Regions from separate parts of the Sus scrofa genome. Here all the other regions are linked to region 1. The links are chromatin contacts, called in public Hi-C and promoter capture Hi-C maps. All regions are on one chromosome and are shown on one strand. Each heading gives the region's core, a stretch centred on a gene start, on an enhancer-like site or on the middle of the called end of the contact. The rest is flanking DNA. Distances are from core to core; before and after follow the strand shown. Region 1 holds the start of PPIA (peptidylprolyl isomerase A). Region 2 holds the start of NUDCD3 (nudC domain-containing protein 3). Region 3 holds the start of NPC1L1 (Niemann-Pick C1-like protein 1). Region 4 holds the start of DDX56 (DEAD-box helicase 56).

Region 1 (2,669 bases), core at 68-2,567:
AGCTGGCATTGCCATGAGCTGTGAGCTGTGGTGTAGGTTGCAGACATGGCTCCGATCTGGCGTTGCTGTGGCTGTGGTGAAAGCCAGCAGCTGTAGCTCGGATTAGATCCCTAGCCTGGGAACCTCCACATGCTGCGGGAGCAGCCCTAAAAAGCAAAAAAAAAAAAAAAAACCTAAAAAACAAAAACAAACCCACCAACCTCTGATTTGCTTCTCACAACCCTATCCTGGTTTTGCAGATGAAGAACCTGAGGTTTTTTGTTTTTTTTATTACTGAAATGAATTTATCACATCTGTAGTTGTGTAACGATCATAACAATCCAATTTCACAGGATTTCCATCCCCCGAAGAACCTGAGTTTTACAGATACTAAATAACATTCTGAATACTTCGACCAAGTGTCAGAGGATACATAAATTTTCTTTTCAAGGTTTTCTGAACAAATGACTAGGGTCACATAAGGGCACTTAGTACTAGCAATAAAACTATCATTAATTTATTAGCCTAAGGGAATTCACTTTTAAATGGTTGCTTTGTCTTTCACCCAGAAGGCAGAGCAAAATTCTGCTTTTGAAAGAGGGTGTGGGGCAGAGATTTTAAAAGTTTTAAAAAGACGGCAAAAGTGTGCAGCATGTCTTTATAGGTTAAGAGTCCGCCAGGCTCGTGCTTTAACGTCTTCCTCCTGGAGAAAATTCAGAGTGTGCAGGGTATTTTCGGAAAGTAGGGCATTTTGGAAGCATTTCATAATCTCTTAGACTGGGGGGGGGGGCGACGGCTGCCCCTCATCCTCAACTGCAGTAAGAAAAAGGTGATGCCCGATGCCCAAAGCCACCTGGCCTCCCAGAGAGGCGCGGGCCCTGGACCCCGAGCGACCTTGGCCGATAGCGCGACCTTGAGGCCTGCGTTCGCCTCAGTTACCCCCTCTGAGCAATGGGGTGAGGTCTTGTCCGCCGGGCCGGGGGTATGCGCCCCCCTCAGGTGCCCACCGACTCTCCATGGCGCTCACCACGCCCTGTCCGGGTGTCCATTCCGGTCGCTGGCACCAGACCCCACGCCGCAGCGCGGAGAAGGAGCCCGCGGGCGGGAACCTGCCTGCATCCTCCAGCGCGCACGCGCGTCTCCCGTCCCGCCTCTCCGGCGCCATCTTCACCCATAGGCCAGCCGCGCCATCACTCCGACTAGACCTGGGTCACGATTGGCCAGCGACAAGGCACGCGACCGGCCGTGGGCGGGGCCCAGACCGGCTATAAAAGAGCCGGCGGCGGGGCTCGTGCTGCCTTGCAGACGCCGCCGCCCCGGATCTCTCAGTGCTGCTCAGCCATGGTTAACCCCACCGTCTTCTTCGACATCGCCGTCGATGGCGAGCCCTTGGGCCGCGTCTCCTTCGAGGTTGGGGCGGGCGGCAGTGCGCCTGGTGGGCCCCGGCGGGGGGTGGGGGGCGACCGGGGGTCCGGGTGCTGGCACCCCGCTTGAGGAACGCGGGCGGCGCGTCGCCATTTCCTGACGAGGGGCCATTTTGGGAGGCCGGGGGCGGCGGGCAGACAAAGGCGGGGCGGGCGGGGGAGGGGCGGCCGCGCCCTTCCGGCCGCGCACGTGCTCGGGCCGCGAGCAGTTGGCCGCCGCGCGGGTCCGCGGGCCCCCGAGGGTCAGCAACGCCCCAAACGGAAGGCGGGTCCCGGCCCCAGGCAGCTGCGACCCTCCTGGGGCGGCCCTCGAGGGCTCGGAGGCCGGTCGCCTCGCGCCGACGCGGCAGCCGCAACAGAAGGCTGCCGTTCCCGCGCCGGGGCCGGTGGTGGCGGCCCGCCCTCCCGTGACCCCGGAGGAGCGGCTGCTCATTAGGGCTGGCGGGGTCAGCCGAGTGGAGGGCTTCCCCGCTGTCGTAAGATCGCGAGGTGGGTGTCGGAGAAGGGCCCACGCGCCCTCCCCGCCCCCACCCCGAACGGAAATGTGCAGGCCGCCTTCCCTCCGCTGGCGCCGGGGCCCGCCTTCCGCTGCGGTGACGGTGGGTGGGAGGCGCCCGGCCACTCCCGGCTGTCCCCACGCAGGGCTAGTCGAGACTGGCTGCTCGGTAGGCCTCCCCGATGCTGGGAGTTCTCGTGTGTAGTCACGGGATGGCAGCCAAGTCGATGTGCTCACGAGTCGGTAAATGCTGTTCTGTTGGAGTTAACGTGGTAGGCCTTGGGGTGGAGCCGTCAGAGATTCCATCCCTGGGACCACTTTTCAAAAAGCCGCCAATGATGAGGATCTTACTCCGAGAACAGATGTATCCCCCACCGCCACCCCATGCAGGGGGTTTCCTATCTTGTCAACCCCTAAACTCTTCCTGGAGAAAACGTTGCGTCCTAGTCAATCTGTCCCTCCCTCTTACTGTAGTCAAGGCTAAGAATTGATAGGGCCCACGTGGAAACTTGCCCTGAGATAAATACTCCGTGGAGAAATACGTCCAATCGAGCACACCCCGCTTTATCCGGTCAGCTGATAGTTGACCAGAGGCCACGTGGAAACTCGGCCCGAGCCTGAGGCTTTGTGGCTTGTCTCAGGTGAGCCAGAGCGCTAAGGGAAATGCGATAGGAGCTCTGGCGTGGGTTCTGGTGAGAATGGAGGTGGAACTGCCGGTAGCGACTTGAACATCAGGAGGGGTCTTAAAGTCAGGGCAGCACAAGGGTTTG
Region 2 (2,669 bases), core at 122-2,621, 190 kb before region 1:
AGACATCACCGCCATGTCTACCATCTCAGGTTCCCACCAACAAGCTCAATGCTTGCCTGAGCAGCTGCTTTCAATCCCATCAAAGTCCCGCCTCCCCTACTAAATTTTTCATTTTCAAACCGTCATTTCTGCTCCTTCCCTTCTCATGGACTCTGTCACATAACTGGCCTTGCATAGTTCTTGGTCACTTGTGTTTTATCTCATTAACTATAGCATCAGTAGCCCAAGGAGAAAGACGAGTATTTAACCAACCACATTACCAGTGCACCACCAACGCCTGTGGCAGCTGAGAGTATAAATACAATCCGCACATAAATTCTTGTTTATTACATTCGCGTACCCAGTCAACTTCAGGGAACAAGTATTACCAGCCCCTCGAACATACGATCGATTTAACCTGGGATATACTCAAACGTAAACTTATTAACTACTACCATGACTGTCTTTGACCTGAGAAATCACATTCCAAACAAGCGGACAACACCCATCAATAACCACAGTCTCCGCTCCACCTCTACTCTTCCATGGTAGGGTGTGCAGGTCTCTGTGCTACCGCCGCCTTCCCGCGTCCAGCCTGCACTGTTTTTATTTCCTAACTGGCAGGCCCTGGCACATCGAAAGATTACGCGCTGCAGGAGACACCGGGACCCTGAGCATCTACTGCTTCTGATGCCCAAGTGCACCCAGTGTCAGACCAGGCTACTCGAGCGCTAGCCCCTCTCCCGCAGGAGTAATCTGATATTCCATCCGCCTCCCGGGTGAAGCCGCGGCCCAAGGAGGCGGGTCCGAGCGCCAGAGGATGAACGGAGGCCGGGAGCGCAGAGAGCGGCGGCTCGCGGGGCTCTTCGGCTCCCGCGGGGTTCAAGAGCCACGGGGACTCGGCTGGCGGGAGGGGGGGACGGGCTGGCGGGCGGCGGGGGCGGGCTGCCACGGCTCCCCCAACCCCACCCGGAGCCGCCTGCCCGCCGCGCGTTACCTGCAGCACCAGCGCCTGCGCGGCCCCCGGCGGGAAGCCCATGCGGTCCGACGGGTGGCGCAGCAGGCGATAGAAGTCCGTCTTGCGATAAAGGAAGCCGAAGAGCACGCGCAGAAAGTCCTGGACGTTGCCCACGTGCTGCAGGATGCCCAGCAGGGCCTGGTCGTATAGCTCGGCCGCCCCGGGCTCCATGGCGTCGCCGGCCGGAGGGACGCTCACTCACTGCGGGCGCGGCCCGGACGCCGGCCTACGGCCACTTCCGGTGCCCTGCGGTAACGGCTCCGGCTGCCAGCGCGCCCGTGAAACTTCCGGTCCGCGCTGGTTCGCCCCCCGCCCCCCCGCCCGTGGGGCTGAGCCCGGCTGCGCCGGAGGGACTTGCCGCAGGCCCCGCCCCCAGGGCGCCGTGGCGGCCTGGGGCTGTCGCCGAGGGGCCGCTGTGCGCCGCGAAGCGCAGGAGAGCCTGGGGCGGCCGAGCTGCGGGCGCCTAGCGGCCATGTTGGCAACGGGCGGAAGAGGTGTAGTGTGGGCAGTGTCACCTGATCCTCGGCATTGTCACCTGGTCTGCGGGCCCGTTCCCGACTGGGTGTCCCGAGCCCCAGGTTACGGGCGGGACCACACGAGCCGAGAGCCTTTTGCTGGCGCGTCAGAAGAGGAAAATGCCAGCGTGCGGGTGGTATGTGCCCTGTTAATGACAGAGCCGTGGGTGAAATGCGTTGTGATGTGCCTAAATCAAAAGAATGTAAAGTGAGTGCATTCGCGCATATTAAATGGAAAGAGCAAGGTGCAGAATCATCTGGTGTGCCCTCCTGTGAAATACACCTATATGTACATGTGTGTGTGGTATGTCCCTGTGTATGCATAGTATACGTACGCACAGCATGTATATGTATCCTAGGTGTGTGTCAAAGCATAATCTTAAAACAGAAAACATAACCCTCGGACAAATACATAATGAACACATGTCAAAAATTTATACAGTTTAACTGAGTAACCAGTGTTTGGAGAAGCTTTTGGAGAAACTGGGTATTTATAAACATTTTGAAAAAAACAGTAAGATTGCCAGGTTGGATACAAAGCTGGCTGGTGTCCTACAAAATGATGTGGATTATCTTTTCTAGTGGATAGAGATGACTTGCATCTCTGCTGGCCTGAAATCTGCAAGTTAACACATATCTTCATAGTGTATGGGCTCTAATGAATTGTAAATAGTCAAGCTCGGATAAATTGTCCTAGAGCAGTGGTTCTGAAACTTTTCGAACATAGGACCCATTTACACTCTTAAAATTTGTTGAAGGAGTTTCCTTTGTGGTGCAGCGGGTTAAGGATCCTGAGTTGTCGCTGGAGTTGCTGCTGTGTCAAGGGTTTGATCCCTGACCCAGGAACTTCCACATGCTGAAAGCAGCCAAAAAAAAAAAAAAAAAAAAAAAAAAAAAAAAAAAAAAATTATTGAAGACTCTAAAGAGTCTTCAGGGAGTTCCTTTTATGGCCTGTTTATGCAGTGGAAACGAATCCAACTAGTATCCATCAATCCCTGGCCTCGCTCAGTGGGTCAGGGATCCGGTGTTGCCATGAGCTGTGGTATAGGTCACAGATGCCGCTCGGATCCTGCATTGCTGTGGCTGTGGTGTAGGTCAGCAGCTGCAGCTCCAATTCGACCCCTAGCCTTGGAACTTCCATATGTCTCAGTGCAGCC
Region 3 (2,669 bases), core at 125-2,624, 160 kb before region 1:
GCCAGGTGGTCACCCGTGACATGGCGGGCAGGCGAGTTGTCCAGGCAGGACACGTTGGAGAGTGAAGCCAGGCTTCCAGACAGCTCTGGGTTGCTCCCACACTCATCGTAGAAAGCGCAGACGCCAGGCTGGTGTATGGGCGTGTACAGCTCACTCTGGACCTGTGGAACAGAGCAGTGCCACTATGGGCCCCCGGGCCACCCTCTCCAGGTAACTGATGAGCAGCAGGCAGTCAGGGAGGGGTGGGGAAGAACTCGGAGCGGGGGTGAGAGAGGCATGGATGCTGGGCAGCTCCCCAATGCCAGGGAGAGCACAGCAGGAGGTGGGGTGCTGAAGCAGCATGTGGGGCTCCTGGCGGTGTCTGATGGGTACAGCCAGGCCTTCGTCCCGAGTGACAGCGTCACCAACAAGAGAGGGGACTCGAGAGATTTGCATTTCACAAGGTCACACCAAAAGGTGAGGGGACGAGTGAAGAGAGTCACCCAGGATACCCCTGGAGGCCACTGCAGGGTCCTGCTGAAAAACAACGACCCCTGACGGGTTGGGGGCTGACTCTAAGAAGCCGAGAGGATGCAGGCCCTGTGCTCACGGGGCACCACTGCCATTGCAGTCAGCCGCCACTGTGCCCAAGCTGCAGGCCACACCCAGAGGCCAGTTTCCCCTGCCCTCACCTGCTGGGGACTGAAAGCCGTCACCCACCTCCCCAGACATGCCAATGAACAAGACACTTGAGAGGCAAGCGGCCCCCCAGCCCTCCTCCCAACCCTAGATGCTAAATTCTCAAGAGGTGATTCTCCCCTTGAACCCGCGCCCTCAGCACCACGGCACTGGATCCTCGCTTAAGCTGCCACCGGCCACCTTAGGCCAGGACATCCACAGCAGCCCAGGGATGGGAGGCGCTCAGTCACGCTCAGTCCAGCTGCCCCCTCCCCAACCCTTGTGTCCATCTAACCTCGTGACCTGGAGGCTTGGACAGCTCAGGACCCCTCTGGGAGCCTGGGATCCCTCATCAGTTAGAAACTTGCCCCCCAGAGCCCAGGCCCTCCCTCCCTGTTGCCAAGCAGCCCCCCGCCCGGTGTGACACAGACACTGGGACTCACCAGGTGCTGGAGCAGGGCCCAGAGCAGCCAGCCCTTCAGGCTGGCCTCCACCATCCTGGCACTGGGAAGGGGTCAGAGGGCAAGTGAAGCCTGGCCTTGGGGACAGCCAAGGGCTGGCTCCTGGCAAGGCACGGAGCTCACTTCAGCCGTGCATATGCTAAAACTGAGGGCACAGTGGAAGGCAGCTTCCCTACCATCACCTGACTGGGATGGGGACCAATAGGGCCGGGCCCTGCACCTGCCAGGGCTCCCAGCTGGTTAATAATCCACCTTTGGCCCCACCCTCTCAGATGAGCCTCCCGGGGTCTCCTCTTCACCTTCTTCCCAAAGCAACCAAGGCCAGAGGGCTGAGCCAGCCAGAGACCTGCAGTGAGCTCCCCACGTGACTTCTGCTGCAGGAGGTACCAGGCCCTGGGAGAAGTGGGAGACGTGGTTACACCTGGGCACCACCCCCTCCCCTGAACAACTTCCAGCCTCCGAGCCCCCCACTCTCCCCAGTGCTCTCTTGGGTCCAGGCCAGCTCTGGTTGGGACACACCCTCGCTCTGTCATCCTAGCAACTGTTGTTAATTAATATTAACAACCTGATAACAGAGGGGACAGGTGGGGTGGGGTGACAGTGACAGCAGTTTCCTCCTCTGGGCAGGAAAACTCAGGTCTCATCCAGGTCTGACAGTGCACAGAGACCCCACGCATGAGAGCCACGGCCTCGCTCTTCAGCCCCCTCCCCTCCCACACATCCTTTGCCCAGGTCGGCTGGCAGCCACAGGTGGGCAGCCCCACCCCACCCTACCCCCACCCCCACCCCCCGGGGCCCTGAACTCACCTTCTGCTCCCTCCAGATAGGGATCTCTGAGGCCTCCGTTGGGCTCTCGCTATCACCAGAATGGGCCAGACCTTGGCCCCCAAGTCAAGGCTGAGCTGATAAGGGCAGCCGTCGGGACAATCTGCCGGTGGCCGCCTGCCAGAGGCAGCTGCGGGAAGGAACCTGCAATCTCCCTGGTCCAGTGTTTGTGTCACGGACCCTGCCTGACTCAGAGGGAGCCACCCAACACGTATGGGGAAGACAGAGACGCGAGGAGGGGAACCAGATGCCAAGGGGGGGGGGTGGCAGGGCAGGGGCAGGGGACCCCTAAGCCCTGAATCAGCCACGGTGGAGAGGAGAGCCAATGGCCAGGGCCTGCCTGCACTGACCTCCATCCCGCACCTCCAAGGCCCCGCCCTGGAGACTCAGGAGCAGATGCTGAGCCCCCGGCCCCAACTCGGAGTCTCTGTTTTCTCTCCTGGATGTCCTCCCCCAGAAGCAGACCCCGAGACAAGGATCGCAGTGCCACTCCTTTGTTTGGAAGGTGACCCCTAGCAGGCAGCAGGGATGAGCCGGAGGATGAAAGGGTGCAATCAGAGGGCACAGAAGTCCGGGCTCCTTCTTGGGCAGCTGCAGGCTCACGAGGAACCTCCGAGAGATGGTGGGGAGCCTGCTCCCTAGGGTCCCCTCCAGGAAAGAAGGGCACATGTGATGTTCTCGCCACAACGGCGGCTGAGGACACCACCCACAGCTTCAGCCCCAGGC
Region 4 (2,669 bases), core at 107-2,606, 140 kb before region 1:
TTTTTTTTTTTTGCCATTTCTTGGGCCTCTCCCGCGGCATATGGAGGTTCCCAGGCTAGGGGTCTAATCGGAGCTGTAGCTGCCACCCTACGCCAGAGCCACAGCAACGCGGGATCCGAGCCGCGTCTGCAACCTACACCACAGCTCACGGCAACGCCGGATCGTTAACCCACTGAGCAAGGCCAGGGATCGAACCCACAATCTCATGGTTCCTAGTCAGATTCGTTAATCACTGCGCCACGACGGGAACTCCAACACAACAATCTAGTTGTGCTTTTTTTTTTTTTTTTTGTCTTTTTAGAGCCACATCTGTGGCTTATGGAAATTCCCAGGCTAGAGGTCCAACAGGAGCTATACAGCTGCCAGCCGCAGCCGCAGCCTCGGCAACACCAGATCCTAGCTGTGTCTGTGACCTACTCCACAGCTCATGGCAACGATGGATCCTTAACCCACTGAGTGAGGCCTGGGATAGAATCCACTTCCTCATGGATATTAGGTTTGTTACCGCTGAGCCACGACAGGAACTCCCTAGTTGTCCTCTGACCAACCCCCCACCTGCTTCTAGGCACTTCAGAATGTAGACCAGAGGACTCTTCTCCCAGACACTCACCACAAAAAGGATAACTCTCTTTACAGCTACAAAGTTACAAAAAATGTATCCGTTAGGAAACCAGAGTTTCACAATAATCTATAAGTAGGAAGGGAAGAGGTGCCCCCTTTTAAAGTAGGAAAAAGAGAAACCCCATTTACTCAGGATTGTACAAAGAGTGGTGGTCGGAGGGCCTTGACTAGAACCCAAGTGACCTGAATTCCACCCCAGAGCGTTTACAGCAAGAGCACCAGTTTCTTTCAGACCAACCTTCACGTGTAAGAGGCCATAAGGAAACCCGGTACTTGGGAAAGACTTCGGTGGGTGGCGATGGGGGACACAGTCTTCCAAGGGGGCACAACGGAACTCAAACGCCTGCATCTCCCTTCCCGGCCTTTAAAGGCCCCTCCCCCGACTCACCGCCTTCCTGTGGAGCAGCAGCTGCAGCATCGGAATGGCATAAGCAGCGGTCTTCCCTGACCCCGTGCGGGCCCGAGCCAGGAGGTCCTTCCCCTCAAGGGCCAAAGGAATGGCTTTTTCCTGGATCAGCGTGGGTCGCGACCAGCCCAGGTCGGTAACGGCCTAGGAGAGACAAGGGACGGCTCAGGCGGCGCGCTGCCCTGCTGCCACCTCCCCTCCACCTCGGACCGGCTCCTCAGCCCTCCCCAGTACCTGTAGGAGCCGGGGGTCTAGGCCCATGTGTTCAAAACCCAATAGCTCTGGATCCTCCATGCTGCTGTTCTGTAGTGACAGCGCGCATGCGCGACAGGAAGTGCACGCGGGGCCGCGTAGGCGGGTCACAGCAGCAGCCAATCATCTTAAAGGATACGTCACCTCCCGGAAGTATCGGAGCCCCGGCTTCCGATGTTCTGACGGAGGACCGCTGCCGCGGCGGCGGCGCGCAGAACCCGGTGTCTCCGGGGAGAGGGGACGGGCGAGGGGCCAGGGTCGGCTGGGAGCTGTCTGGTCCTCGCTGGTCCGCTGACACTGCCTCCTAAAGGCGTGCTGCGCTGGGATTGCCTGCGGCGGGGGCGGGGCTGCGTGGAGGCGGGTGAGATTCCCTCCTGTGCCCGCCTCCGCCGACCCACAACGGGTCAAACAACCAGCAGGACTGTCCCCCGGTTACATGCTTAGGGCTTTCCCTTCACCTCGAGGTTGGTTTTAACAGCCTCACCCTAGTATTTATTCGGCGTTAGTTATACTTGCATTGACAAATACATCAGTGTTCAAGCGTGCTCGCCTGTGTTCTATTTAAGAACAGGCGTGCGGCGGATGGTAGCTCACCACGTACGAGAAACACTGGTGAGTCCCGCGCCCTTTCTTATGCATCTGGGGAATCTGTCGGATTTGTGTGTAAGCACTAATTTCTCTGCCACTTACGGTGCTCAGGAAAAGTGCACCAACATATGTTTTACAGGGCTGTTTGGCTGTAGCACTGCGGGGAACTTGGGAATCTGAACCGGGGCAACAGCTTTGAGTAGAAAGACACTTGGTGTACCAACACATGATAGAGGCAACCGAGGCTGGCTAAGATTCAGGGTCACAAGCAGTCCAAAGGACAGGCTAGAGCGATTGGACTGTACAAGAATGATGTTTGGGAGAAGGAGATGAGGAAGGTAGGTTGGTCTGGGGTTCCCAAACCTGGCTGCCCCGATGTTGCCTGCACAGCTTGATTAAAAATAAGGATTCGGAGTTCCCATCGTGGCGCAGTGGTTAACGAATCCGACTAGGAACCATGAGGTTGCGGGTTCGGTCCCCAGCGTTGCCGTGAGCTGTGGTGTAGGTTGCAGACTTGGCTCGGATCCCGCGTTGCTGTGGCTCTGGCGTAGGCCGGTGGCTACAGCTCCGATTTGACCCCTAGCCTGGGAAACTCCATATGCCGCAGCCCTAAAAAGACGAAAGACAAAATAAATACATACATACATACATAAAAATAAGGATTCTTGGTCCCCACCAATTGCTGCTGTTAACAAATTCCCATAATCTTGGTGGTTTAATGCAAGTTTATTATCTTTGAGTTCTGTAGGTCAGAAGTTTCATGAGCTCTCACTAGGCTGAAATCACAATGCTGGCGGGGCTC

The links. Promoter capture Hi-C pulls out the DNA fragments that hold promoters and counts their contacts. Hi-C and Micro-C count contacts between places; a contact is called where the count stands out from the background.
Region 2: a Hi-C map of skeletal muscle shows a contact between it and region 1, with 4 times the contacts expected there. The contact joins the promoter of NUDCD3 here to the promoter of PPIA in region 1. A contact is called at or near these places in 2 of 47 Hi-C or Micro-C datasets (embryonic fibroblasts and skeletal muscle) and 1 of 2 datasets of contacts at active chromatin or transcription factors (alveolar macrophages).
Region 3: a contact with region 1 is called in a promoter capture Hi-C map of liver, with 3 times the contacts expected there. The contact joins the promoter of NPC1L1 here to the promoter of PPIA in region 1. A contact is called at or near these places in 2 of 5 promoter capture datasets (fetal liver and liver) and 1 of 2 datasets of contacts at active chromatin or transcription factors (skeletal muscle).
Region 4: a Hi-C map of liver shows a contact between it and region 1, with 2.7 times the contacts expected there. The contact joins the promoter of DDX56 here to the promoter of PPIA in region 1. A contact is called at or near these places in 2 of 5 promoter capture datasets (fetal liver and liver), 4 of 47 Hi-C or Micro-C datasets (embryonic fibroblasts, liver and skeletal muscle) and 2 of 2 datasets of contacts at active chromatin or transcription factors (alveolar macrophages and skeletal muscle).

What each region holds. Positions count from the first base shown.
Region 1 is chr18:50,565,465-50,568,133 of Sscrofa11.1, reverse strand. It overlaps PPIA (peptidylprolyl isomerase A), which reads left to right and starts at 1,317. Exons shown (of 5, transcript NM_214353.1): 1 at 1,317-1,389. The coding sequence starts at 1,321.
Region 2 is chr18:50,757,771-50,760,439 of Sscrofa11.1, reverse strand. NUDCD3 (nudC domain-containing protein 3) reads right to left here and starts at 1,371. Exons shown (of 6, transcript XM_003134880.6): 1 at 977-1,371. The coding sequence starts at 1,168.
Region 3 is chr18:50,725,559-50,728,227 of Sscrofa11.1, reverse strand. NPC1L1 (Niemann-Pick C1-like protein 1) reads right to left here and starts at 1,374. Exons shown (of 19, transcript XM_005673340.3): 1 at 1,101-1,374; 2 at 1-161. The coding sequence starts at 1,154.
Region 4 is chr18:50,704,300-50,706,968 of Sscrofa11.1, reverse strand. DDX56 (DEAD-box helicase 56) reads right to left here and starts at 1,356. Exons shown (of 14, transcript NM_001244543.1): 1 at 1,262-1,356; 2 at 1,010-1,171. The coding sequence starts at 1,321.